Regions from separate parts of the Mus musculus genome. Here region 1 is linked to region 2. The links are chromatin contacts, called in public Hi-C maps. All regions are on one chromosome and are shown on one strand. Each heading gives the region's core, a stretch centred on a gene start, on an enhancer-like site or on the middle of the called end of the contact. The rest is flanking DNA. Distances are from core to core; before and after follow the strand shown. Region 1 holds the start of Cdk5 (cyclin-dependent kinase 5). Region 2 has its middle 34 kb from the start of Gm33476.

Region 1 (2,700 bases), core at 23-2,522, 160 kb after region 2:
TACCCAGGTGCCACAAATCCCTAGACATCTTTCCTCTCACCTTCACAATCTCAGGGTCCAGGTCACCATTGCAGCTGTCGAAATATTTCTTCAGGTCCTAAATAGAGGTTGCAGTGAGGAGAAGAGGACCGAGTTCAACCTTAGTCTGGACTCCTATACCCTCCCATGATAAATATGCCCCGCCCCCCCCCAAGCCCCTCTTTCACCTGATCACAGAACTCAAAAACCAGTGTCAGCTTCTTGTCACTATGCAGGACATCATGAAGCCTAGGGAAAATGAAAGGCTTAGCCACATCTCCAAGTTGGCCTCTAACATCCCAATACCAGCCCAGTCTAATAAGGAGGTTCTATCCTACCTGACAATGTTTTTGTGCTTCAGTTCTTTGAGTAGACAGATCTCCCGGAGGGCTGAACTTGGCACACCCTACAACATGCAAGGGGGTAATAGTTACACGAAACCCAAGACAGACTTTAGACCCCCCCTCCCTCCCAGGCCCTAGGCCTACCTCATCGTCATCATCCAGCCTGACACGCTTCAGAGCCACAATCTCATGAGTTTCCCGGTTTTTAGCCTTGAACACAGTTCCATAGGTGCCTAGAGGAAGGTTGGGGGTGAGGGAGAGGATCCTTCTCAATATCTTAGTGTGTAAGGGTAAGTTCTCAGGGCAAAGGCCAGATGTGGAGTAGTTTTGTGAGTGAGGATGCCAAGGAGAAGGTGCCTAAAATAACTCAAGGCTTCAGCTGCAGGGAGAATCTGCCATAAACTCCCGGGTCGGGGGTAGGGTCGGGGGGTATCGAGGAGTCACCTAGGGGAGGAACGAAGGCCTGCAAAAATGTTAAGGTTGGAGGTTCTGCAATGAATTGAAGCAGGAATCCCAGGTGAGGTTTGCAAGTGATGCTGGGGCTAGGGACGAGAAATGCAGGAAGTGCCGCGGTTAGGAAGGCTGGTCCACAGAGATTGCTAAGGCTAAGAGCAAGAGTTTGCCGCAGATGCTAACACAGGGTTCGTTTCTGCACTGGGTGAGGGACTCAGCGGCCAGGGCTTTTGGCTAGTGCTGAGGTCGGAGCCTGCCGGTATAGCTGACGGTAAGGGAGCTGGGACTGCAAGTAGGGTCTTCAGAAAAAGACCTTGCAGGAACATCTCGTGGTTCCATTACCTTCCCCAATCTTCTCCAGTTTCTCGTATTTCTGCATTGCAGCGGCCGCGGGGACCCCTGCGGGCCCTCGGTTCTAAGACTCCCGGCCCTGGCGTTGCAGAGGAGGTGGTACTCACAGCTCCAGCCCCGCCCACCTGCTCACCACGCACTGGCATCTGGGACTTGTAGTCCCGGGGAAGCCATAGTTCCCAAGAATGCCTGTGGCGGAGGACACGCGGACTACAAAGTCCAACAGGCTGCGCTCGGGCTCTCTGCAGCGATCAACTCCAGGGACTCGTTTCCATCGCGGAGGCAAACCTTAAACTTCAACTCCCAGGAAGCATCGCGTGTCGGGCGTCTCCGCCAAGGCGCGGAGGCTCCCAGTGTGCCCCGCTCTTGTTATTATTCCTTTTCTGTGCTCACAGCCTTCCAGAAAAGGGCCTCTCCGGGACTACGCGTTCCAGAATACAGTGAGGGTGGGGGTGGGGTGCTCTCTGCTTGAAGTTTGCGTTTGACGGCCTAGATCCCGAGCGCTGTTGGCCCGGCTCTGACCTGGTTGGGTGTTTTGAGTCACCAGCGACCTCCTGACAGCTTCAGCACTAGTTTTCACCTCTCCTAGGCCACCTGGTGACCCCAGGACTGATTGGGGAATGATTCTGAGCGATGTCTTACTGCTGATGACCTCACAGGGACCAGCTGACCACAGGGCTGGGCAGCGAGACAGGTGTGCCCCGTTAGAGTCTGGATTTGAGTGGAAGGACACACGCCAGAGTCCCCTCTTTCTGCTGGGCCCATTTTATCGTCTCGAAACCCACCGGACTCCAGCGGCTCCACTTTGACATGCCGAGGCCAGCTGACTGGAGCCTGGGTGTCCCCCAGATCCCAGTCTTCAGAGCAGGCCCACTGGAGTCAGCCAGGGTGTGGCCCACGAAGACTGGCAGGTCAGTTACTTCCCTCAACAGACAAGACCACAGACAGTTGCTACACTTGGAGCAAGCAGCCTTTACCTCATCCTATAAAGGAGTTGATTATAGATTTTCTTGCACTACTCTCTAATTGTCTCATGATTGCATTCTTGAGGGCTGTGAACCGGGCGAAAATGGCCCCAAACAGCATTCCTCAGCGCGGAACCAGAGTAGGCGCTAACCGTTTGTCAATTAACTCACTTAAATCTGAGTGCTTTTGCATAAACAATATTGTGATTTACCCACGTGGCAGACTGAAGACGCATAAAGTGTATTCTTTATCTGAAATAATTGATAACTTAGTTGAGAAAACATGATGACACGCAAGGGTCTTTCAAATAGAGGTGTCAGCTATGAATAGGTTTCCATTTAGCCCGGAGGTAGTTCTAGCGAAAGGGAGGAATCTTCAACAAGTTGTCTTGTTTTCCATCAGTTCAGGGTCTTGGCCACCCAACCCCACCCACTCATTACTCCACATTCGCCTGCCACCCGTTCTCTCAAGCAGACACCGGGGCTTTCTTGGTGTTTCAGTGGTGTTATTTGGGCGGGGGCTCTGCAGAACCTTAACGTCAAAAAATCTGTAGTTCGACTCCCTGCAT
Region 2 (2,700 bases), core at 49-2,548:
GACCTAACTCCAGGGAAGGAGGGCCCGGACCCCACAGCCTTGTGCAAGGAGTCTCTGCTAGGGTAGGAGTCTGGTGCCACCTAGCTCAGCATAGTCACATAGCAGTCACATGACCTCTGAGACCCCAATTTCTGTAGCAGCAAAATGTCTAGTTGACTTCCAAGTCCTCTCATTCCAGACTTGAGAGGTATACTGTCTCTGTGTCCCTGGCTTGGCTTCTCCGTGTCAGCTGAGACCATGGTCCTATGGCCACCCTGTCTACCCTGAGGCTCCCATCCACATGGCCAGGCCTCCCCACCTCACCTGCTTCTTTGACCCCAACATGACAAACCACAGCATAGCAGTTCTCAGATCACCCCTTCCCAAACACTCCTGGGGAGGCCTTCGCACCACTAGCATCTGGGATTTCCAGTTTCTACTCCTGACTGGAAGACAAGAAGTTGTCTCCTTGGTTCTTTCAGCTGTGCTTTCTTTCTCCAAGGGTCTCTGCCATCTTGTCTCTGAGGCTTGTAGCCACACTTAGTCCAAAGAGTGAGTGGACTCAGGGCCGAGGGGGACCTAGAACCCAGGGAGCATTAAGTAGCCCCACTAGCAAAGGGTCCCCAAGGGAGAAGACAACCCATCGCCTGCAGTGGCCAGTGTGGATGGCAGCGTGTGTGTCAGGTGTGGCGAGTCTCTCTACCAATTCCAAACCTTGAAGAAAGCTGGTGGGAGCCATTTATCGGCCATTTCAGAGTTTGTTTGGGACTTTTGTTTTGCAGCAACGCCCCTTGATCAGTTTCCTGAGAACCGAGATTACAGGCCGGAGCCACCATACCCAGTCCTGTTTCAGGATTTTACCAGAGGTCGGCAGAAGGAAGTATTATAAGCTCGGCTACATTAAAGCCACTCCACCCACGCTCAAACCACCGCCAATCAATTCTGTATGAGCCGCTGCCGGGTCAGGCTCCCTGGGTGTTGATTTCCTGCTCCGGAGTATCAGTGAGTCATCAGCCGCCTCCTCTCCACTTTAACTGTTGCTCTGAGACCTGAGAGTCTGCAGAAGGGAGGTCACATGGCATCTTTATTTAGTAGCCGGTTCTCAACTGGCAGGAGGGGAAGGACAGCCAGACACTTCCTAGAAACAGCTCTCTCTCAATTTCCGGAGCCCACAGGAGCTGGGAAGCTCGATGGTGTCTTAAAGTCCTGGAGTCCATGTCAGGCCGCTGACGTTCAAGACTTGGGGTTCTGACTAAAGAATGGGCTGGGGCTGCTATGCAAATAGCTGGAAACAGACTTCCTGTGATTAGGGCTGTGTATCATGCGGCCACCAGATGGCGCCCAACACCTCAAACTGTCAACACCATTGGGCCAGGCTGAAGCCCTGTTAATCTGTCACAGATTAATGCTGAAGTGTTATGCCCCCAGGTGTGAGGCAGAAGGGTGACCAAATGTTGCAGAATTATCCTGGATTGATTTAGACCAAGTTCATGTGAATGTCACAAAAAAACACATTAATAACAACTTCCACGGGGGACTTTTACTTATATGTAAAACACAGGTCTGGCTAGTATAGGTCTCCCTCACAGCCTCCTAGCCCAGCATCTGAGCATCACACACCACATCTGAGAGGACAAAGGACAGCAAGGCCCTCACCTCAAGAATTTACAAGCACCTCTTGGGAAGACATCACACACCTATAATCTCTGCACTTGGGAGACTGAGGCAGGAGGATCACCACAAGTTCAAGGAGAGCCAAAGCTACAACTGTGACCCTGTTTCAAAAACCAAGCAAGGAGGTCCACAGATGTCATCTGTACCTATAAATCATGAATTGTAATTCCTACCCACATGGAGCCTCTTGGAACTGGAGTCCTGTGCACAAATATTGTTGAATTAAATAATTAATAATTAAGTCGCAGATACGGGTTTGCTATCTACCTCAATGGCTTGTGTTCCCAAATGAAACACACACACATGTCTTAATCAGCACAATAGCTGGGCTACTGCCTAACCTCCACTACTGATAGAATCTACCTTCCACCGATAATTCCGAGTTACAGCTTACTAAATTCTGTGTTCTACCTTGGCTGCTCTGGACTCAGAGGGCTGCCCAACTGGGCCGTGCTCTCCCGGCTCCTTCACGTGGCGGCCATGCCTCTCTGTCTTGCACTCTTCTCAGGCATGGTGTCTCCCTTCTCCACACTCTTCTAGCATGGCAGATCTTCCCTCTCTTCTTGTTCTCAGTCCCAGGCCTGGGAAATCCTAAAAGTCCTAGTTCAGTCTGCCACGTCCTGCCCAGCCATTGGCTGCCAGCATCTTTATTTACCAATCAGAACCAACTAGGGGCAGGGTTCCTCAGTGTCTTACCTGTGGACATGCAGACTCTCTCAAGCAAGCAATTTTGGGGACCCAAATTAGCATTATAATACAAGCAGTATAGCCAAACCCACTACATTTCTCACATTTCAATTAAAAAGGCTCTTTTCTCTCAGATATAAATTGAACACGATTACAACAATTATGCAAATTATAAGGTTGATATCCACTTATAATACCCAGTCCATCATCTTTGTCAATTTAAATTAATTATTCTATCATCTATCCGAACTTAAAGGTACAGGTACAATTCTGACCTGAATTCTGTTTGATTTTAACCACCTGAAAGCCATCCTTTCAAGTCTAGAACATCTTCTTTAATGTTAGATAGCTTAAGTTCAA

The links. Hi-C and Micro-C count contacts between places; a contact is called where the count stands out from the background.
Region 1: a Hi-C map of Th1 cells shows a contact between it and region 2, with 3 times the contacts expected there. The contact joins the promoter of Cdk5 here to the enhancer-like site in region 2. A contact is called at or near these places in 1 of 39 promoter capture datasets (hippocampal neurons), 5 of 484 Hi-C or Micro-C datasets (CD4 T cells, Th1 cells, embryonic fibroblasts and 2 more), 4 of 115 datasets of contacts at active chromatin or transcription factors (the NIH/3T3 cell line, double positive thymocytes, memory CD8 T cells and 1 more) and 3 of 9 other capture datasets (adipose tissue, liver and pancreatic islet).

What each region holds. Positions count from the first base shown.
Region 1 is chr5:24,422,292-24,424,991 of GRCm38.p6, forward strand. Cdk5 (cyclin-dependent kinase 5) reads right to left here and starts at 1,273. Exons shown (of 12, transcript NM_007668.4): 1 at 1,158-1,273; 2 at 507-595; 3 at 357-424; 4 at 207-267; 5 at 41-97. The coding sequence starts at 1,194. It also overlaps a transcript of Slc4a2 not described here.
Region 2 is chr5:24,265,518-24,268,217 of GRCm38.p6, forward strand. No RefSeq gene overlaps it. Among named protein-coding and RNA genes, the nearest start is that of Gm33476, 34 kb to the right of the region's middle. Within about 2 kb of position 1,299, at least 281 of the 459 cell types and tissues checked have an H3K27ac peak or open chromatin away from gene starts, as enhancers often do. A contact at or near this core is called in the NIH/3T3 cell line, Th1 cells, adipose tissue and 7 more, where this site is marked.